Linked DNA regions of Sus scrofa: region 2 is linked to region 1. Evidence: chromatin contacts called from public targeted proximity ligation data. All regions are on one chromosome and are shown on one strand. The core of a region is the stretch at or near the end of the contact, and the rest is flanking DNA. Distances in the headings are between cores, read along the strand shown.

Region 1 (5,948 bases), core at 1,136-3,635:
ACCTGCAGCGCCAGGACCAGGAGCAGCAGCAGAAGGAGGCGGCAGCGATGGAGGAGGGAGGGGGCGCGCACGTCCTGCGCTCCCTCCCCCTGGAGAGAATTCTTGATCCTAATTTATGTCTTTGCTTTTTCACCCCGTGCTTCTCTTCCTCTCAGTTTAAAAAGCTAACATACTTATTTAGCAATTAAAAAAAAAAAAGCTATCATACTTCAATGTGAAGGCCACACCCTAAATCTAATCTTTGCTGCGTGGCTGAGTTTTAATGGGCCCTTGTTGCTCAAAAGCTTTTTCAATCTTATTTCCTATTCTTGAAGTATAGAGCGATCGGCTTTTCCAATCCCTTGAGTCTCCAAATTGCTATACTCTCTATATTCCTCTTCAGTTATGCTTGCAAACCTGCTTATTATTGCATGAGCTCGCTCCACTTTTCTAATATCTTGCTAAAGGCAGCCAGTACACATAACTTATGAACCTTCCGTTTTCCAACGTCTTCGAGCGCCATGGGCTTTGTAGGCATCTTATTTGCCTTCTGAATTATCACAGACAACTCTTTCAGCAAATGTCTTGCATTAGGTTTCCATTTTCCAGCTCCTAACAATAGTCGTCCACTGCCTACCTGACTAGTTTTTGATTTCTATGAGATAGCATCTTACTTCTGTAACCATTTCTGAATTAAGGTATAGCTGGGTGTTGTGGCAGACCTCCCTCAAAAGGTCACAGTAAAAGTTTATTTCTTGGTCACATGACAGTTCAATGTAAATGTCCCTGGTTAGGGGGTGGGGGAATGAGGAAGTACCTCTGCCATACACACACACACACACACACACACACACGCACACGCAAGAATAACATTTTACCATTTACAACAACATGGACAGACATTGAGGGTGTTATGCTAAGTGAAATAAATCAGACAGACAAATACTGTATGATCTCATTTATATGTGGAACCTAAAAAAAAAAAAACCTCATAAATAATTAGAATAAATTGATAGTTGACAGAGGCGGGGGATAGAAGAATGGGTAAAATGGATGCTTGAAAGGTACAAACTTCCACTTAAACGATAAATAAGTTCTAGGATGTATTGTACAATATGGCGACTAGAGTTAATAATACTGTATTGTATATTTGAAAATTGCTAAGAAAGCAGATCCTAAAATTTCTCATCGCACACACACAATTTGTAACTATGTGATTGATGTTAACAAAACTTATCATGGTAATCATTTCACAATGTATACCCATTTCAAATCATTGTCATACATCTTGGACTAATACAATGCTGTATGTCCATTATATCTCAGTAAAACTTGGAGGAAACATTTATTGCAGATGTGAGCAGTTATTCTCCAGATGTTGACTCAGTGAGTTGGACTGCCTCAATCTTGTGGCTACTACAACTTAAGACGAGGTGCCCTCCACGACGCTTGCAGCAGGGAAGAGAAAGTCTAGAGAACTCCTCGAGGGCTTGTCAGTGTCTTATCCTGGAAATGATATATTACCTCTTCTCACATTTTATTGGCTAGAGCTAGTCACATGGCCCTGTTGAACTGCAAGGGGATCAGTAATGCAAACTCCCATATGCCAGAGAAGTAAAGAAGGACCAGATAAGGACCAGATATTACCAGCATCTGGTCATGTTTATCACAGATGATGTCTTGAATTCAACAGTCTGTTGACTTCTGCTCTACCAGCTCTTCCCAGGATTTCAGTAGCACTGGATGTCCTGACTGATAACCCTTTGCCTCAGGTTCCTACAGTGAATCTTGCCTGAACCAGGGGTGTGCTGGTAGCTTCCTGCCTCCTAAGCTCCATCTGCTCTCTACCCTTCTGTGCCTTACTCTGTGCCCCAAGAGTCCATCCTCTATGACCTGCATCTTCCAGGTACCTTTGCCCTCTGACTTCCTCTGGTACTGGGATCATGGGAGGTACCAACAGGAGATCAAAAAGCAGGAGGTGAGAGAGGTCAGGATATTTGTTCCACCTCCTTTCAACTCCCCACCAGACTGTGGGTTCCTTCCTTTGCCCTCAGTTCTGTCAAGAGTCCTTTCATTAAAATTTCCTCATTTAAACACTTTGAGTATGACATCTGTTTCTTGCCTGGACTTTGATTCATACATGGTGTTTAATAATCAAACAAAAGTCTAAAAAGGAATACTAGACTCTCTCCCTTCCTTTGGTTTTACTGAAGCTGGAAGCCTTTATGCACTTCAAATCTGAGTATATCATGCCTCTGTTTTAGAACTTCAGTGGCTCCCTATTACATCTCTGTCACCACCCCCACTCTAAGCTGCAGCCAGACTGAACCACTTTCAGTTCCTCCCACGACGTGGTCACTCTTCCTCTGAGCCTTTGCAGATGCAGAACCTTCTTCCTGGAAACTGCTGCCCACCCCCACACTCACCATTCAAACACAGCTCAAATGTCACTTACCCCAGAAAGTCTTCCACAGCCCTACTTATGCTAGTTGGATGTACTGTATTCGCACAGCAGCCTCTATTCACCCACCATCATATATAGATAGACTTCAGTGTTACATTGTACCAGGACTTCCTGCTTACTTATTGTGTCCTCCAACAGATCATAAGATACAGAAGAGAGATTGCATCTCAGATCTCTAGGGCCTGGGATGGCCCGTGGCACATTCTAGGCTCTGGATAAATCTCAGATAGTTCCTGAGTGTCACTGGAAAAAGCTTGAACCCGCCTCCTTTAGCAACTGTCCTCTCTCTTCATTTACTGACAATAATCTGAAAAAATTATTTTTAGTCACCCATTCCTCGTTACTAACTTCCATTCACTTCTCAGACTGTGACCTGAAAACGGAGTCCCCTCTGGTTAGGCGCTGAGCCAAAAGACACAAACAAGCCAAAGAGCGGGAGAAGGAAGGATGTGTTACTTGCAGCAAGTAAGAACACCAGGGATCTCTCCCAAAGCAAAGTCTCCCTGAACAGCAAAGTTGGGGAAGTTTTAAGCTAAGGGTATATGCATATTCGCGAAGGGTTTTGAACAAGGTAGAATTCAGCATAGAATGGGGGCAGAGGTGGACAGAGTCCAGGCTTTAGTTGAAGTCAGCAGGGTCAACTCATCATTCCATCCTCCGCCTGGGGGTGGGGTGCCTTAATTCCTGCAGAAATCAAAGACGTGCAACAGATTGCACTATGTATTCCTTGAGGAGGAACTAAGACTCTGCTTTATTGCTGAACTATTGTTTCCTGCCTGCATTTTCTCTGTTCTACATCCCTCACTTCCCTTAAGATCATTCATTACTGAGACCTATTCAAAGGCAAGCACTGTAGCCAACATTTAGATCCCAAAATTGCTTAGGCCAAAAATGGCTTCTCTTATGTCAGAAAAAAAACATGCCTGGCTCTCTTTCTCCAGGGACACCCCCTACACACACTCCCTATTTGCTTACATAAGCATTTTAATCTTACTTTGCCACCATCTTTTGTGGAGGCTTCTCTTGCCAAAACCACCGATAACCTTCTAGAACGTCAATTTAAGAGCTTCTTTTCAGTCCAAATCCTCCAGGATTTCTCTGCAACAATGCAGACTCCCCTCCTCCAGTCTCCTCCCCACTCCCTCTTTCTCTCTAATTGATCTGTCTGCAGATATATTATAAGCCCCTGTATGTCTTGCTCATTAGTATCTCTGGTCCCCAGTGCAGTGCTTGGCACACAGTAGGTCTTAAGTATGAATGTTAAATGATAAAAACTCTTTTTTGGAATTCTCTTGTGGTGCAGCAGGTGGAGGATTTGGCATTCTCGCTGCAGGGGATTGCTGCTGTGGCAAGGGTTCCATTCCTGGCCCAGGAACTTCCATATGCTGCAGGTGCAGTGCAGTAAATACATACATACATACAAACAAAAAACAAAACCCTCTTTCTTGACTTCCAGAGCATTTATCTTCCTTGATCTCTTCTCTCTGTTTGTTCTAAAGTGCCTTCACAAGCTTCTCTTCCTCATCTACTCATTAGATATTCTTCAGAGTAATTCATTTTTATCCACTCCTGGGGCTTTAGCCATCAGGGAATACTCTAATTCCCAAAGGCAAGTTTTTGGTCCTTACTCTTTGCCCTGATTCTCCTTATTCTCCTGGATGTCTCAGAGTTCAAATAAAGTCTCATTATCTCCTCCGTTCCCAACCTACCCTCCTCCTGCTTCCAAGGCAGTCAACAGAATTAACATCCATCTTGCTGTCCAAGTAACAAACCCCAGAGTCCCCTGTAACCCTGTCCACTGCCTTATCCCCTTGTCCTGAGGGCGAACCAGTTTTCTCCACTACCAAACCCGAGAACCCTAAACTCCTAAACTCTGCCCCTGGGTCTTTCCCTTCATTTCTCCCACCTGGAGCACCTTCCCTCCACCAACCCCTGACTCTGTTCCAAATCCCATTCATTCTTTGAAATTCAGAACACTGATTAACTTCAATTAATTCCTTCCTCTTCTGAGTTCCAGACAACTTGCTTCTTCATTCTAAGGAAACACACATGCTAGGTTTTGTTTTTTGGTGGGTTTTTTTGTGGGGCTTTTTTTGTTTTGTTTTGGTCTTTTTAGGGCTGCTTCCATGCTAGGGGTGGACTAGGCTCTGTAGCTGCTGGCCTATGCCACAGACACAGCAACACCAGATCCCAGCCGCATCTGCGACCTCCACCACGGCTTACAGCAACGCAGGATCCTTAACCCACTGAGGAAGGCCAGGGATCAAACCTGTGTCCTCATTGATACTAGTCAGATTTGTTTCTGCTGAGTCACCCACCACAGGAACGCCTAGGTTTTGTTTTTTGATGACTGATTTAGGTATATTTTTCTCACTAGATCGTAAAATTATTGAGGTCAGACTTTTTGTGGTTTGTGTGTGTGTGTGTGTTTTAAATCAATCACCGGGTCTGGACAATAACTGACATTTTCGGTGATTAAACATATTTTTGTACGGATGAATGCATCCATCAATGAGTGAACTGGGAACGAGAATCTCTTCAGTTGCAGCCTTTCAAAGATTACTGCGAGGGAATCTTTCGGGTTATAACTCAGGCTGAAAATATGAATATTACGTAACCAAGTAGTAACATAACGTATAATGTAACAATGTGTAACGTACACATTCTTAAACATGCATCTAAGGAGACTTCTTATTTTTTTGGCTTTTCAGTTTTCCGTATGGACGGCCACATTTTAGAAGGGAAAGTATTATTTGAATGCCTTCTGTACTCTTTTATCCTGGCTGACAGGAATTAAAGTATAAACCGGAGAAAACGCCTGTAGCAGTACAGTGCCTGGGTTCTGCACACGTTCTAATCCCTTCCTCTTCCCTGCCTCCTCCTTGCTTTATATTAGAAGGCTCGTGAATTCAGAGTACCTAAAAGAAATCTGTGTTTTCGGATTTCGATCTGATGAAAACGACGTCGTGGAGATTCTGATTAACCCTATTAACCCGTGACTCTCAAACCCAAGAGGGAAAAAAAATATATCTCTGGAGGGGGAGGGGGAGAAGGGGGGAGAGGGAGAAAGGAGGCGGGGCAAAAACTGAAAGAAAGGCCGAGAGGAAGCTGTAGAAGGAAGTTCCTTTTCGGTCGGATTTGTCTTTTTTTAACCCCAGCGAGGCGTGACGCCCCAACTGCCGTCGCGGGTCCGTTTCCCGGCGAAGCGCCCGCCCGCCGCGAATTTCCTCGCCCGCCCTCCCGCTTCCGCCCGGCGGTGCACTGCTCGTCGCCGCCGCTAGGGGCGCCGCGGGCCCCGTAGCGCCAAGGCAGCGGCGGCGGCGGTTCTCCCAGCTTCACGTCTCCTCCTCCCAGACGGGCGGCGGCGGCGGCGAGTTGCACACCGAGAGGGCGCCCACCGCTCAGGCGAGCTGCAGCACGACCGCTCCCCGCGGGCGGGCGGGGTCCGCGCCGCGGCCGCCGCCGCCGCCGCCGCGCTCCGGCCCCGGCTGCCGCGAGAGGAGGC
Region 2 (5,948 bases), core at 1,126-3,625, 520 kb before region 1:
TTTGACCCCTAGCCCAGGAACTTCCCTATGCTGCAGGTGCGGCCCTAAAAAGAAAACAAAACAAAACATTAAGTTTCTTAGTCGTACTTGCCACACTGCAGGTGCTCAGCAGCCCATGCGGCGAGTAGCCAGTGCACTGGACCACATGGAGAGCAGACACCGCCACCGTCATGGAAGGATCTACTGGACAGCACTGCAATGTAGTGAAGTGATTTTAAGGGTGGGCTCTCAAGTCAGACCATGTGAGTTCTGCTCCTAACTTTATCATTTATGAGCCATATAACCTCAGGCAAACCCCTTCTTTGGGTTTTAGTTTTTTCGTCTGGATACTGCCTATAATAACGTTGGATTAGTCATACTCACTAGATTATTATAAGACGTTAAAAGACAATACACGTAAAGTATTTAAATGGTAGTAGCTATTCTTTAAAACTGCCAACCTTAAAATATTTTCTGGGTATTTTCAGAAAAAGAAACTTCCTAAATTACCGTAGATAATCTGTATCTGTTTCAAAACCTCTTCATGAAAATTCCCATACCTAACGCCCACGTGCCCTGCTGGACCTTCGGCATCAGTGCCCCGTAACTCTACCCTTCCTTCCACGCGTAGACCTCACACCATCTCTTTCCAAGTCCTGGGTGAGGAAGTCAATGAGCTAAAATGTATTTTTCTCACGCAACTCGTTGCTATGATAATAGATATAAGTTGTCCTAATTAAAGAAAATGGAAAGAGGTTCTACTACAAGGCCTATTCAAAATGAGAAGAAAAAAAAGCAAAGAAAAGGAAAAAAAAGGTAAACATCTCTCTCTGGGTTAAGGTAATCTTTGAATTCCTTAGTTCAAAGACGGAACCGCCAAGGTTCCGGGGCTGTGCAGGGGCTGTGCAGGGGTCTCACTCGGTGATTACCCACACATATGCTTATTTATCACCTACTGGAGGAGGCAGCTTATCACTGGGGTGACAGACTCCGAGCTCTGAGGTAAGGACACCTGGCTGAGCGAGGCCACCCCTTACCGGCCTTATGGATGGTAACAACCACTCACCTGCCTCTCGGAGTTACTGGGAAAAGTAAATGCGATAACGCCCATCAACAAATGCTTAACTCAATAGATGTGAACTTTAAAAAAGAATCCCATCGCAGTAGAGTTGATTTACCATGTTGGGCTAATTTATGCTGCACAGCAAGGTGATTCAGCCACACATACACACACATCCGTTCCCATAGAGGTCGTCACAGAACACTCTCTAGATTTCTCTGTGCTACACAGCAGGTTCCTGTGGATCACCCATCCCATACACAAAAGTGTGCATGTGTCAGTCCCAGCCCCCCCAGTACTTCCCTCTCCCCTCCACCCTTCCCCGTTGGAAAGCATAAATTTGTTTTCAAAGTCTGTGAGTATGTTTCTGCTTTGTAAATAAGTTCATTTGTATCATTTTTTCACTTCTTTATCCATTCCTCTGTTGATGGACATAATAAATGTAAACTTTTATTAACATATAAAATACAATGATTATATACAAAAGAAATTTAATTGGAAGCCTTCATGCAACTTCTTCCTGGTTGAAGAGCGAGAAACCACCACCAAGATAACACCTGATATCAATTCATTTCCATAATAAAGACAGCACATCTTTAGTGAGTGTGTAAATTCAGGAGATGATGTATGAACAAATACTAAATTTATCAAAATAAACTGATTCAGGAGTTCCCTTTGTGGCGCAGTGGTTAACGAATCCGACTAGGAACCATGAGGTTGCGGGTTCGATCCCTGCCCTTGCTTAGTGGGTTAACGATCCAGCGTTGCCGTGAGCTGTGGTGTAGGTTGCAGACGCGGCTGGGATCCTGCGTTGCTGTGGCTCTGGCGTAGGCCGGTGGCTACAGCTCCGATTCGACCCCTAGCCTGGGAATCTCCATATGCTGCGGGAGCAGCCCAAGAAATGGCAAAAAGACAAAAAAAAACTGATTCAGGATAAAAATAATCATTTGCTAAATTTCTGAAAATATGCATTATTGAGTGAAGAGTCCAGCTACTGGAAGACTCCAGAATAATCCGTGGAGTAATATTTGGGCTCATGAATTAACCGCATTGTTGAATTTTAGTATGAGCCTTGTCCTGACTTGGCACTGTTTTAAAGTTACAGGGTGGAGTCAGCCTCTAATTTTTTTTTTTTTCACTGTGGTCCCAGCAGTGTCACTATTTATAAAAAGATAAATAGCAGCAGTATTAGCATGGCTACACATGTGCTGTTGCTCTCATTTACTTTAACACAAATACTAAAACACCAGAACTATTCACAAGCTGTGCCCTCCCCACAAGACTCTTATGTAGTTTGATTTTTTCATATAACTGTCCACCAGAGGGAGCCAGACGACAGTATATTCGCTTCTGCAATGCGTGTACCGTACAAACATTTCTGAAAATAAACAAGCTGAAACCATCGCCTCTTATTGACTCAAAGGGATTACTGATTACTACTCTATCATAGAAAAATACCATAAAAATATAAATCGTGGAAGAGACGGGAGGATAGTATGTAGTATGTCCTAAAGTGAATCTCTCAGGTCTATCGCTCAGGGTTATTTCTATCTTATGGTACATCAAGTCCATCCATTAACTCCAAGTTTAGCCAAAGCAAATAAAGGCTGTTTGGTCAATGCAGCATTTTTAGAACAGTGTGTATTGTATTAAGGTAAAGTGCATCCGGATTTGAAATAGACAAGTACACAAATTAATGCCAGATTCTTAAGTCCTCTGTGTGGAGACCAATCTACTGTTAGAAACATCCATCAGGAATATTTATAAAAGGAAACATCCCCAAGGGCAGTAAAAAAAAAAAAAAAAAAAAAAAAAAAGGAAGAAGAAGAAAAGACTATTTGCCTTGAAATGCCTTAATTTCGAAAATTTCACCTCAAATAATATGGAATACGGACATTTACTCTCAGAAAGAGGAGCAGCGAGTTAGATTATTTGCAAAGTAACAGGCTGACAATCAACTACTAAATCCCCAGCAGGGATTTTTCCTTCTCTACATCATCATCCATCCTTTGTTTGATAAGAAGAGTGGCATCTGTAAGAAAAAAATTCCAGATAACAATGCCTAAGAGTTGTCGTGGGAGGAAGGGGGGTGGCGTGGGCAGGCAGGCTGCTTTATGAGCGTGAGATCCCAGAATCTGTGAAGGATCAAGGGGCAAGTTGAAGAAAGACAGCGGGGTCAAACCTGCCTTTTTAGAAGATCTCAGCAAAGTGCAGGAGAGACTAGGGTAGGAGGAGGTGGCATACAGACAGGGGCCAGGAGAGCCACTAGGAGAGGTTTCTCCATTATCCAGGGAAGAAATGAGAGGTCTGAACCAAGCAGCAGCAGAGCTAGAGAAGAGGTGGACAGATGCGAAGTATTTCTCAGTAGCTGATGCACCGGGGAGGCTGAGGGAGGAGAAAGAGCTCAGGATGACCTGAGCTATTAACATCATGAAGGGCCAACTCCACTGCCGCCACCTGGAAAGCTCCAGAAGGCTGAGAGCAGGAAGCTCTGGTTCTCTGTTCCATGCATGTGCCTGACCATGTACATCACGAACTTGGCCAGGCTGGTCCCCATCCAGAGCCTTCTCTCACCTTCTCCCACCTCCAGTCTGGGTTCTTTGTGTCCCCACAGGACTCTGGACATAACTCTGCCCTAGCATCTATCACCTATTTTTAGAAATGTATTTGCTGTCTAAAACATTTGGAAAAGCCCCATGTTTTGTCAACTGAAACAATATAGTAACACATAAAAGTCGTCTGTCCACACCTGTCTCCCCATCTGCCTATACAGGAGCTAAGAATCTGGTTATGACTCTTGCAGAAATTTTTTTTTCCTTTTCCTTTACAATTATTATTTTAGGTAATGTGTCTCTGTTATACAGACTTTTTGTCAACATAGTTTTGTCAGTTAACAATATATCACAAATATTGTGTCAACACATACAGATCTCCTTTTTATTTTAATGTTATGTCAGTGTCTGTGGATAACATAACAATGTAACCATCCCCTGAGAGTGAGCTTTTTCTATATCTGCTGCAATACTGTTGTAATCACCATCCTTACCAAACATCTTTTCAATTGTGTGCAGGTATTTCTACAGGCAGGATTCCTACATGGGATAGCTAGGGCAAACAGTACAACCAGGAGTTCCCGTCATGGCTCAGCGACAGCGAATCTGACTAGCATCTGCGAGGACGCAGGTTCGATCCCTGGCCTTGCTCAGTGGGTTAAGGATCCAGTGTTGCTGTGGTTGTGGTGCAGGCCAGCAGCTACAGCTCCAATTTGACCCCTAGCCTGAGAACCTCCATATGCCACGGGTACAGCTCTAAAAAGACAAAGGAAAAAAAATTTAAGTTCCCACATAAACTGGAGTTCCCATCATGGCTCAGCGGGAATGAATCTTGACTAGTATCCATGAGGATGCAGGTTCCATCCCTGGCCTCGCTCAGGGGGTTAACGATCTGGCATTGTCGTGAGCTGTGGTGTAGTTGTAGACACAGCTTGGATCCTGCGTTGCTGTGGCTGTGGTGTAGGCCAGTGGCTAGAGCTCTGATTCGACCCCTAGCCTGGGAACCTCCATATGCTGCGAGTGCTTCCCCCCCCAAAAAAGAAACAGCACAACCACTGCTCTTCAAAAAATCTGCACAAATTCATATAACCCCTGAAAGGTATCTAAGAACACAATGAGGCACTCTAATGACATGTTTATCTGTCTTTACCAGCTAACAGTGGAAAATAACTTAGAGCAGGGAAATTGCTCCTTCGCTTGTCTATTCCATCACCGAGCTCACAGCCAAGCTCCTAACAACCACTTAACACAAAAATATCTGGTTGCTCAAACAAATGAATGACTACTACTTACCTTACAAAACTGTTGTAAGGATAAGGGATAATATGTGTAAAGACACAAAGAGCTTGGCCTGCTACAAGTGAGGAATGAATGAATGAATAATTAAAGAAGAAGCCCATTATGAAAATCAAATATTAAGTATGAGCAAGAGTTGCTTATCTCCTCAAATCTAGGGACAACATACATAGGGGCACCCCCTCCATCCTATCAACCATTAAAAATTTCCCAAATGATGATTATTTCATTTGAGTACTTTATTTTTTCCATCTCCATTAGTTTAGAAGCCATGAAATGACGGAGTTCCCACTGTGGCGCCACAGGTTACGAATCCAACTGCAGTGCCTGGGGTCGCTGAGAAGACTCGGGTTTGATCCCCCGCCCTGTGCAGTGGGTTAAAAGATCCAGCAACACAGCTGAGGCTCGGATTCTATCCCTGGCCCTGTAACTTCCACATGCAGCAGGTGCAGCCATTTAAAAAGAAAAAGAAAAAAAAAAGAAAAAGCAATGAAAACAGTTTGCAAAAACAGAATGGCAACCATGTACACTAATAAAGCTACCCATTTTAACCATTCTCTTCTTGAGACCTTCTGGCTAATTCTCACCCTCTGCTTATCTAGCACCTTAGTGCTGATGACACTGTAATCGGAGAAAAACAAGTCATCCGTGCAGAAGCAGTTTGTTGGAACTCCCCCCATGGTCCCCAGGGAAGGAAGCCAGGGCCATGGAGAAGAACTACAGGGAGCTGTGGGGACCAGCTCACAGGTCTGCCAAGCTGCTCTAATTAATTATGGGTTGATCTCCTTGGGCTCTCTGGTCTGAAGTTTTATCTCTTAACCCTCTCCCAGACCCAGTGGGAAGGCTATTAAGATTCCTGAACAGGGAGCTAGATTCAACAGGAGTTCCTGGGCCATCGGGTGGCTGCAGGCTTGAGCGCAAGCACCAGACAAGCTTAGCAGTTCAGGGGTGTCTGCAGCATTGCAGCCCCACGGCAGCCAGTTACCAGCTGGCAGCTGGATCTGGGGCCAGGATGGTCTGCTGTGGTCCCTGCAGGCTTGGAGCGAGTGCCCTAGGGCCAC

What was found.
Region 2: a targeted proximity ligation map of alveolar macrophages shows a contact between it and region 1. A contact is called at or near these places in 1 of 47 Hi-C or Micro-C datasets (fetal skeletal muscle) and 1 of 2 datasets of targeted methods (alveolar macrophages).

Annotation. Positions count from the first base shown.
Region 1 is chr4:111,467,323-111,473,270 of Sscrofa11.1, reverse strand. It overlaps the pseudogene LOC100737067. Among named protein-coding and RNA genes, the nearest start is that of FAM102B, 3.1 kb to the right of the region's middle.
Region 2 is chr4:111,985,313-111,991,260 of Sscrofa11.1, reverse strand. The region is part of intron 2 of VAV3 (guanine nucleotide exchange factor VAV3); the gene reads right to left. Among named protein-coding and RNA genes, the nearest start is that of VAV3, 160 kb to the right of the region's middle.